Linked DNA regions of Mus musculus: region 1 is linked to region 2. A link is a contact called in public promoter capture Hi-C data. All regions are on one chromosome and are shown on one strand. The core of a region is the stretch at or near the end of the contact, and the rest is flanking DNA. Distances in the headings are between cores, read along the strand shown.

The links. Capture Hi-C pulls out chosen DNA fragments and counts their contacts.
Region 1: a promoter capture Hi-C map of adipose tissue shows a contact between it and region 2. The contact joins two enhancer-like sites. A contact is called at or near these places in 15 of 39 promoter capture datasets (the 3T3-L1 cell line, 3T3-L1-derived adipocytes, the C10 cell line and 8 more), 1 of 15 datasets of contacts at CTCF or cohesin (the G1E-ER4 cell line), 12 of 484 Hi-C or Micro-C datasets (the G1E-ER4 cell line, the N1E-115 cell line, Th1 cells and 6 more), 11 of 115 datasets of contacts at active chromatin or transcription factors (the 230-238 cell line, CD8 T cells, embryonic stem cells and 6 more) and 2 of 9 other capture datasets (adipose tissue and liver).

The regions. Positions count from the first base shown.
Region 1 is chr3:144,703,345-144,708,174 of GRCm38.p6, forward strand. It overlaps Sh3glb1 (SH3-domain GRB2-like B1 (endophilin)), which reads right to left. Exons shown (of 9, transcript NM_019464.3): 4 at 3,254-3,387; 5 at 2,169-2,261. Among named protein-coding and RNA genes, the nearest start is that of Sh3glb1, 15 kb to the right of the region's middle. Within about 2 kb of position 1,992, at least 81 of the 459 cell types and tissues checked have an H3K27ac peak or open chromatin away from gene starts, as enhancers often do. A contact at or near this core is called in CD8 T cells, adipose tissue and memory CD8 T cells, where this site is marked.
Region 2 is chr3:144,613,779-144,618,823 of GRCm38.p6, forward strand. No RefSeq gene overlaps it. Among named protein-coding and RNA genes, the nearest start is that of Selenof, 46 kb to the left of the region's middle. Within about 2 kb of position 3,348, at least 67 of the 459 cell types and tissues checked have an H3K27ac peak or open chromatin away from gene starts, as enhancers often do. A contact at or near this core is called in CD8 T cells, adipose tissue and memory CD8 T cells, where this site is marked.

The sequences.
Region 1 (4,830 bases), core at 742-3,241, 88 kb after region 2:
ACCGAAAGAGCAGGGAGAGAGCCGATTTCACCAAATGCAGCAGTATGTCTCACGGCTACGTGCAGGAATCAACCAAGAGCACTTTTCCTACCTAGTGGGATTCAAATTTATGGCAATGACTGAAGAAGAATGAGTTAACTAGGGAAAAAGACCCAGAATTTTTGTCCCGACTAATATTTTCATGATTTGGCTATCGATAAATTTTTATGTAATGCCATATTTCTAGAAACATTAAAATAAATCAAATTGCTGGGCTATACCACCTGTATCATCTTGTAATTCTGAACACGAATTTTCATGGCTGTAGTAACTGCCAACAACTCTCCCAGAACTATTTTGTTTTTTTCAGAAGGTGTCTATTATACTTAGCTCCTATGCTAAGAGCAGTGCTACAGCACTGTAGCATAAGCAGAGGACAGTCACCCTGAGATCTGGGCTTCCTGGCACTTGGCTATGTTAAAAGCAGACCAGCCTCGTGCTTGTTAAGTAAATGTTCCCACTGCAGCCTGGCACTACTAGTCTTATGCCACAGTTATCAGGTTTTTTCCTACTCCCCTTATTAAGGGAATAATGATTCTTGTTAAGATTTTCCTAATTATAAAGTTAGAATCTCAAAAGTCAGTCCATGCTAACTTATCTGTCATAACAACTAGAAACCAATAAACTAATGTAGGGTCTCTTGGAGTCTCCTGCATTCATTTGTAAAATATTAATTTTACAGATGGCTTGTTTAATGGAAATCACACTGTGGTGATGACGTTGTAATAAACTGAGAAGTGAAAATGAAAGTGAATTGCTGTTGTCTCAGAGCTAGCCCTGCCCAGCACTCGCTAATACAAAGTATACATTTCAACCTTTCTTTCTCCAAAGGCGACTGCAGGACTTCCCTGGCAGTGAGGTTATATGCTTTCTATACAGCGGCTGTGCTTGTGGTGGCTAGTCCTGATATCACGCCTCGTAACCACACACATCCCTATGCTCAAGTTAAAATGTTAGCTTCTTCTAACAAACTCACATTTGTTTATATTATACTATTTTTCAAACTGTTACGTCCTGATATAAATAATGTACATGTTAGAATAGAGTATATCAATAAAAGTTATAGCTAAAAGCACTGAACTATCATATTTAATATACAATTAAAAACCCCTATTTTTAAAGCTGGCTTTCTAAAAATACATCCAAACTTATTTCTCCACATAGAGCCACCTGGGAGACCATGCTAACACTATTCAACCTTTTTGGAACTATTCTTTTTTTTTTTAAATTTCTTTTTTTTATTAGGTATTTATTTCATTTATATTTCCAATGCTATCCCAAAAGTCCCACACACGCTCCCCCACCCACTCCCCTACCCACCCACTCCAACTTCTTGGCCCTGGCGTTCCCCTGTACTGAGGCAGATAAAGTTTGCACGACCAATGGGCCTCTCTTTCCACTGATGGCCGTCTAGGCCATCTTTTGATACATATGCAGCTAGAGACAGGAGCTCCGGGGGGTACTGGTTAGTTCATATTGTTGTTCCACCTATAGGGTTGCAAATCTCTTTAGCTCCTTGGGTATTTTCTCTAACTCCTCCATTGGGGGCCGTGTGACCCATCCAATAGCCGACTGTGAGCATCCACTTCTGTGTTTGCTGGGCCCCGGCATCGTCTCACAAGAGACAGCTATATCAGGGTCCTTTCAGCAAACGCTTGCTAGTGTATGCAATGGTGTCAGCGTTTGGGAGCTGATTATGGAACTATTCTTTTTGACAATTCCTTTGAGTTACACATGGAAACAAAATTTATTTACTTTTTAAGCCATAGGCAAATATTTTCAAAATTGATTCATTTTCACCTTAATTAAAATCTTTTCCCATTCCTATTATATCTATCTCCTTTTTTAAAAAAGCATATTAGTCATGCACACTAAGAATAGAGTACAAAGGTAGCCTTAGGAGACACCTCCCCCCATGGTGGTGATTAATGCCTCTTGATGACTCTTTTGTATTGGCTTGGATGTGTTTAGTTCTGACCAATGTGTTTCATAATAGAAATATGGCCTGCTTGCCACACTGTTCTGTAATCTGCATTTTGCATGGTGTACCAGTAAAATACTTCACAATCTTTGAAGTTCCTGAGCTGAAATGGTTGTCTATTAGACACAAATAAACAGACACTACTTACTGAACTTTTAGTTTCTGCAGCTTTTGCCTTTTTTAGTCTTGTTTTTGCAGCATCCAAATCCAGTCTCTTATTCTGTAATAGTTTCCTTTCTTTCTATAAATAATCAAAAAGAATAAAGTAAAGCCAAGAACACTAAAATCTGTAAGGCCATCTATACATTGGGCCAGTTGTTCTTAATATGTCACACCACTAAATGTAACTCAACTACTACAAAACAGAATTTAAAATTTACAGACCGAATAATATATAAACAGTATATTGTTGTTAATAGCAATTCAAGTTTCTACACAATACTTTATAATAACTGTAATAGAGTCCTTTTTCTTCATTTTTATATTCCATGTATCAGATTTCATCCTACTGACATATTATTATTTTTAATGGAGGGACTGAACCCAATTTTATCATGCTAGGCAAACACTGAGCCATATTCTGAGCTTAAGCTAGTATTTTTTTTTAGTAATTTCAATTTAAGTAAAGCCCAGACTACTGATGTTCACAGAAGTAAAACACGGTAAATATACTGAAATGTCCTAGGATAACTGTAGTATGCAATATAGATAGGGTTATATGTATAACAATGGGTAGCACTGAGAAAGTCTTAGGAAGAAACAGTGACCAAGAGCTTCTATTCTCTGTCAGTGATGAGACAAGCTTTCTGGACGAACAGACTAAGTTTATAAAGAAAGTGACAACATAAACGTTTATGCTTCAGCAATGAATAGCATTTCAAAAACAATACACTTCTTGGAATATATAGCTAAAGTATGGAACAGAAATACAATTTACGATATTTAGGTTTCTAGTTAGTTTAAATTAACATGCAAGTATACTATAGCAATATTTTATTTTCATAGTTATTCCAGGAATTTCTCCACAGATTTAAAGGTAGGGCTAAAGACTGGGGATTATGTTACGAAAAGCTTTTTCTTGAAGTTTAGTTTGTATTCTGGTGAGTGTGCACCTATTTAGAATATTTAAGCATTTGAATCTGTAACATTTACCATAACTAAGAGGGTGGATTATTCATCAAAGACAAAGCAGAAGTCTAAATCTTGCGACAAATGGATCATTTTCCTACTTACTGCGATTGTTTTGTAATCCCCTTCTATAAAGTTTCTTAAAGGAGTGAGGAAATTTAAGGCTGATGTTTGAATCAGCTCTCGGTCAGCTGTTCCAATTCGCTTCTGTGTTTCTCCACATTTAATAAGGGCATTTCCTTCAAAGAAACAAAAAAAATTGTATCTTTTTAATAGTTTAATAATATCAGAAAATTAATATAATTTACCTGCTTGATCGGCTTAAAAAAGTGCACCGTCAGCCTGTTTATGTCAGCAGAACCAAACATTATTTGAAAGGTACACTTATTTAAAAGTAATTTAAGGTAAATTATATAAATGAAAAGGACAGAGATGAACTAAGCGCCTATCCTATCATATGCTAACTATAATCTCTGCCGATGAGATTAAAGAGGACGGGTACATGGAGACACAAAGCTGGCCTGGGGATGTAGCCCAGTACAAGCACAGTCTTTTACTGGGTAGATCAAGTCGCAGTCTGTCCTGTTCCTACATCTGTATACACCTCAAATTCCCCAAGACTTACACCTTGAGAAAAGTTCATACTGAGGTGCCAGGGGGTCTGGCGGTGTTGGAAAACGGGGTCACAGTCTAACTCTCAGTAGCCCCATTCACTAGGCTTGTGTTTATGGGCAATCAGCACCCATGGACCTGTGTTTTTTGTTTTTGTTGGTCCAGAACAAGGGTTTCTTTCTACCTTTTTGAACTTACTAGACTGTCTCATGGCTCAAAGGAAACCCTATAGCTCAAATCAGGAAAGACATTTAAAATTCACTCATTGTTGTTATCATATGCCAAGAGTGATGGGTAGTATTAACTGTCAACAGGACGGAATCCAGAACTGCCTGGGAGAGGCCTCTGGCCATGTCTGGAGATGGGGTGTAATTTAGGTAGGAGACACACTGTGGGTGGGACTTTTCTCTGGGCAGGGACTGCAACCTTTAAAGGAACACTTTGAAAGCAGGCTCATCCCTGCTTCTACGGCAGAGGCAGTGACTCATCTCTCCTAGGGGCTGCTGCTGTGACCTCCCAGCCAAAGGGACCCTTTCTCCTTGGAAAGAGAGGGAGGGAGAGGGAGAGGGAGAGGGAGGGAGGTAGGAGGAGGGGGAGGGGAAAGAGAGAGAGAGAGAGGGAGGGGGAGAGAGAGAGGGAGAGAGAGAGAGAGAGAGAGAGAGAGAGAAAGAGAGAGAGAGAGAGAGAGAGAACGCACTCACATTCTACCAGAGAGAGTAGCCCTAATATTTAAACATTAAAGTAGCTAAGCAGAGATAGAGAGTGGAGCCACAGAAGGGGAGCCACGCAATCAGGACTCTATTTCCAGTTCAATTTCCAATAAAGCTTGGACAATGTAGATCTTAATCCTTTTATGTTAAAATGAGATTAGATCCAGGTTGGTAAATAGTTAAGAACTCCGGCCTCTGGATACAGACATCTGCATTGGAATCGTCACCAATGTGCTCACAGGTTGTACAGCCTCTTCAAACCTAAATTTCTTGTTTTTAAAATGGGCACAAAAGAATTTCTACTATTAACAATGTTACAAAGCAACACCCAGCCTCAAAACTCCAAAAGGTATTTTAAAA
Region 2 (5,045 bases), core at 2,098-4,597:
CCCATGATAAATAAATAAAATGTCATCTAGAACAAGACCTACTGATTTTCATCTAGCAGGGACATGGACCTGGGTTGAATAAGTGAGGTCACAGGTTGTTAGGGCATCAGGCAGACACACAAGGGCTGATAACCAAAGCCTGCAGTTTACCTTTCCCTGACACACTCCCATACTCCCTGGCCACCACTTCTCAGTTTCCATCTCTGATCCCTCCCACGGACCACATTCGAATGTGCTGTGCATCCCACGCCAGGCTGTGCCATAATAAACTGCACCATCTCCATCTTCTTCCAGCTCACCCCCCTGCCCTTCCATCTAACTAACCTCTCACAATGGCTGCAAATATGTCTTCCTTCTTATTTGGTGTCGCCTGCATCGCCTGTTAAACTGCAGGTGTCACAAAGGCTGAACACTGTTCTAGCTACTGCTGTGTCTGTGGGACCCGGTGCAGTGTCTAGCACAAAGGAGCTTTATAAACACTTATCTAACGCAATGACTTGTTCATCCTCAGGACCAGATCATTGTCCCAGTAATCCTTTCCAGTTGAAGTTTCCTTACTCTTCACCCTCCAGGGGCCTGCTCGATGCCTCTCACCCACATCAGCCCCCGTCTTGTAATGAATACAGAATTCCAGATCTGTGCTGTGTAACTTAGCACCCCATTAGACCCCACACCAGTGATGTTCTTTCCATCTTCTGGTAAAGATGCTGGTGGCTATCCTCTGCCACTCCTAGGACATCTGCTTGCTCTGTAAACATGTCGCTCTTTAGAAGCAGGTACTTAAATCTGATATCTGCAACTTGCCATCAGGAGCTCTGCTGAGCGCTAAGGATGAGGACTGCGGTATTCGGCTTTCAAATAAATCAGCCTAATTCCAGGAAAGTCTGAGTAGCTGCAGGAAATTAGAGAGCTAGAACAAGCAGCCTTGATCCAAAGAACACAAAATCTTCCATACAGCAAAGTCATTTCCTAAGAAGGGTGATAAATCCCACGGACGGGAACATTTGGGCCCCGTCTCTTCCACAGATCCCGACCTTCCCCTGTCAGAACACCCCCACCCCCAGCCCCTCATTTTATAATCACTGGAGAAGATTCTGCCCAGTGACAGCTTCTGGGATCCTTTCATCTGTGGTGATTTACTGTAGTCCCTTGTTGGACGGCCTGCTCAAGACTTTGCAGGTGCACCCTACCCCACGCCTGCTCTGCTTCTCTGGGGAGATTTAGTGGCAGTTATGTTTCAACTTCCTTGGCAGGATCACGCGCCCTCAAACACGAGCCACTGCAGAATAGACTTAGAGCAAGAATGGCTGCCCCGAAAGTTTCCACTTGGTGATAGGAGTGATAAATTAGTCTCTTTACCATTAGGTAATCTGTAACATGCCAGATTAATTAAGGTCATATTTTATCAAATTGAAGCTTGTATCAGAGCCCTTTCCAATGTTGTGATATAAATCTCAAACTGGCCTAATCCGGAAAGGAAGTGAGCAGCAGCCCTAACTGAAGAGTCCAGTGGTGTCTGGCTTTCCATACAGCCTCAGAGAAGAGAGATCATTAGCCCATTGCCTGACTTTTTTATAAGATTAATTTTTATTTTTACTTATGAATGTGTGTCTCCCACATGTATGTGGGTACCTGCAGAGGCCAGAAAGGGTGCAGTATTCCTTGGATATGGGATTATCAACTTCCTGATGTGGGTTCTGGGAACTGAACCCAGGCCCTATGGAAAAGCATTCCGCCCTGAGCCATCTCTCCGGGCCCCATCAAGTGCTCCTGTAAATAGTTTTAGTGGCACGAAGCCACGTAACTTCTTTACACAGTGTCTAAGGCCGCTCTCAAGCCATAATGCGTTGGGTCCTCGCAGGAATGATCTGATATATTTATGATCCTGCCTTTTCCAGTAAAAGCTTGCCAGCCCCTGGCTCCAGGGCTCGGATGATGTCATCAGGATTCTCAAGCCATCCATTGACTACATACAGTCTTTCTCCCGGGTGACCTTGCTCTCAGCTTCTTTCAGTTCTGATATTCCTTCCTGCAAATAGCCTCAGTTGAAAGATCATTTCTTTTCTGGTAACTCTTTGAAAAGCCCTTGAAGTGACTCTCATTGGCTATTTGGATGAGATACTCATCCTTCGATTGATGATCAACAGGGAGGAGGAATTATCCCACACGGCTTGCTCTGAGTTATCTGTCTAGCCCTGGTGGGGTTGGGGCCAGCCACATCCAGGACACATGGAGAGAGAATGATGGAGTGACCCTCCCAAAGGCAAAACAACAACAACAGCAACTAGCATCTCCGGGATGAAACCTCTCCTCCACCTCAAGGCTGGACACAGTCTAATCTTGGACAGTTCTCAGGATGTGTTAATGAGACTTGTGTGTGTGTGTGTGATCTCAGACCCCAAGGCAGTCCTAGTAATGACAATGACCTGTTATTGATGAGTTTTGATGCCAGACTACAGTAAGCATTTAATTAGAATTATCTTATTTATTCTCCAGACAACTATAAACTAGGTGTTTTTAACTTCTACTTTACAAATGAGAGGTTTAATAAAGGCCTGCTCGGAGGAAGCGGGGTGCTAAACAGCAAGCAATGGTGCAGCTTTATTGCGATTATTGTTATTAGAACGGCAGCAGAAGTCGTTTGTATCTGACCAACCTGAAATCAAGTCCTGGCTCTGTTCTCAACCCTAGGATTCACAGCTAGACAGTAAGTTACAAAAAGAGAAGGATCATGTTTGTCCTCAACCCTGGTCTTGTCAGTATGTCCCCAGTAGGCACACAGTAAAACACCCTCACAAACTTATATTAATGAGTTACAATCTCTAAGCCTGAAATTTTAAATGTGAAATATGCAAAATACATACACACACATAACTCTGGAAGAGATTTCATGATAGAGCACACACCGAACACTTGGGTTGGTGCCGGGTGTTATTTGCTGGCCCTCAATAAGTGTCCAATAAGTAGCAACAATTGCAGCGATTTTTCGAATACTTAACCACACCCTGTAATGCACAGATTGGCTCATCTGATTCTCAAGCCCCTGCCTCCACACTACAAGTGAACTGAGTCTGTATTCTTCCTTTGTCCTGAGTACTGAGGGTGTGTCCCGCCCTCTCACCAGTGAATCCAACTCTTTCTATTAACTCCCAGGACTCTGAGGCATTTCATTCAAGTTCTGCGAAATGATGGCTTCTCCTTTTCTCTCCTGCATTATTGGAAGAAATAAAAGCATCTTTCTTCAAAAACACAATGAAGACTTTTCTCTCAGCCCTCCTTCTCTTTCCCCCATTATTTCCAGAGAGCAAGGTTGGGTTGTAGGAGGCTCTGTTGCCTGGCAGGAGGCTGTAATTCACAGAGAGCCAACAGCTGGAGCCAGCCAGGCCCTGGCCTCACCAGCCCTCCCTCCCTGCTCCAGTAGGCTCTTCTTTCCCAGAATTGCCTGCTGCCATCTGCTGGCCATATGATGTCACTGCACTGATATCTCCTAAGTGTCTGAAGGAGCCTTCTTTCGGCTTCCCAGTATCTTCAGGATCCTCTGGTAGACAGTGCTTTCAGGGGGCATCTGGTAGACAGACAGTGCTAGCAGGGAGGGCAACAGAGAGTTTCGAGGTAAGGTGCTTGGGCCAACATGGCTGGGAAGAAGAAACTCACAGCTCAAACGAGGGAAGCTCAAACCATGAATCCTCCTTCCCTCTGACAAACACGCTTTCTTGCTCAGAGCCACCTGTTTGTTATCCCCAACCCATCTCCCACCCAACAGCACCCTGTTATTCTCTCAGCCACACCAGTAGCTCAAATAAGCTGTATTGCCACAGCAATCATACTACTTAATTTTTTTTCAAATAGTTTCCTGTGGAAAAGTTACAAGAATAGTTACAAAGAATTGCCCTACATCCTTCTTCCAGCCAAGTCCACTTAAGATTTTCCGGTGGAATCGGCAGCTTTTTATAAGCAGAGGATTCAAGCCAGGATCACACATTTTTTCTGCTTCCCATGAGTCTCAACGTCTTCCTCATTTGGAACATTCCTGACTTCTGCTTCTATTTTAGACTTCGGGATAGATGCTGACATTGTAAGCAGTTCCAGCCAGAGCTGTAGAGTGCCTTCAGTCCGTCTGATGCTGGCTAGTCAGCTTATGCATTATCAGCTAACACGTTAACACGTTAACCAGTCATTTCACGGCACTGACTCTGGTGACCCACGCTGTTTCCTGTGGTATGGCTTTGGATCACTTTGATGTGATTGTCTGTGTGTATGTCTGTGAATGGCACCCTAGGAGGTCAGAGGAAGTTGTCAGTCCCCTGGAACTGGAGCTACACATGGTTGTGAGCCACTGTGTGGGTGCCTGGAATTGAACTTGGGTCATCTGGAAGAACAGCCGGTGCTCTTGACCACTGAGTCATCTCCTGGCCCCATCAGCTTGGTTTTTATAATACAGTGCAGGACTACCACGTGCCAGGGGAATGGTGTCTCAAACAGTGGGCTCTCCAACTTCAACTAACAATTAAGATCATACCCTACAGACATGCCCCTAGGTCAGTCCAATACAGAGCAATCCTCCAGGTCCTTGGGTGAGAGTTCCTCTCAGCTGACTCTAGGGTGTGTCAGAGCTAACTACTTAAAGCTAACGGATAAAACTAACTAGGATGTTAGTCTTGCCATAGCTCGTGGCCCTGCTGGACCACTGCCTCTTCTGCTTGGCCTCGCCTGATACCTTTTTCAGACAGTTAGGGGAGGGGGTAAAAGGGAGAAAATGAAAAAAATACTGTGTTTTAAGAATAGAAAAAGGATGCCGGGTGTGGTGACACACGCCTTTAATCCCAGCACTTGAGAGGCAGAGGCAGGCAGATTTCTGAGTTTGAGGCCAGCCTGGTCTACAGAGTGAGTTCCAGGACAGCCAGGGCTACACAGAGAAACCCTGTCCCGAAAAACCAAGAAAAAAAAAAGAGAATAGAAAAATGTGCCCATTCTTGCCACTATTGTCGATCATGTGACATACAATTAATACCATGGATTACTGGAGGTACGATCTCCACAGACAT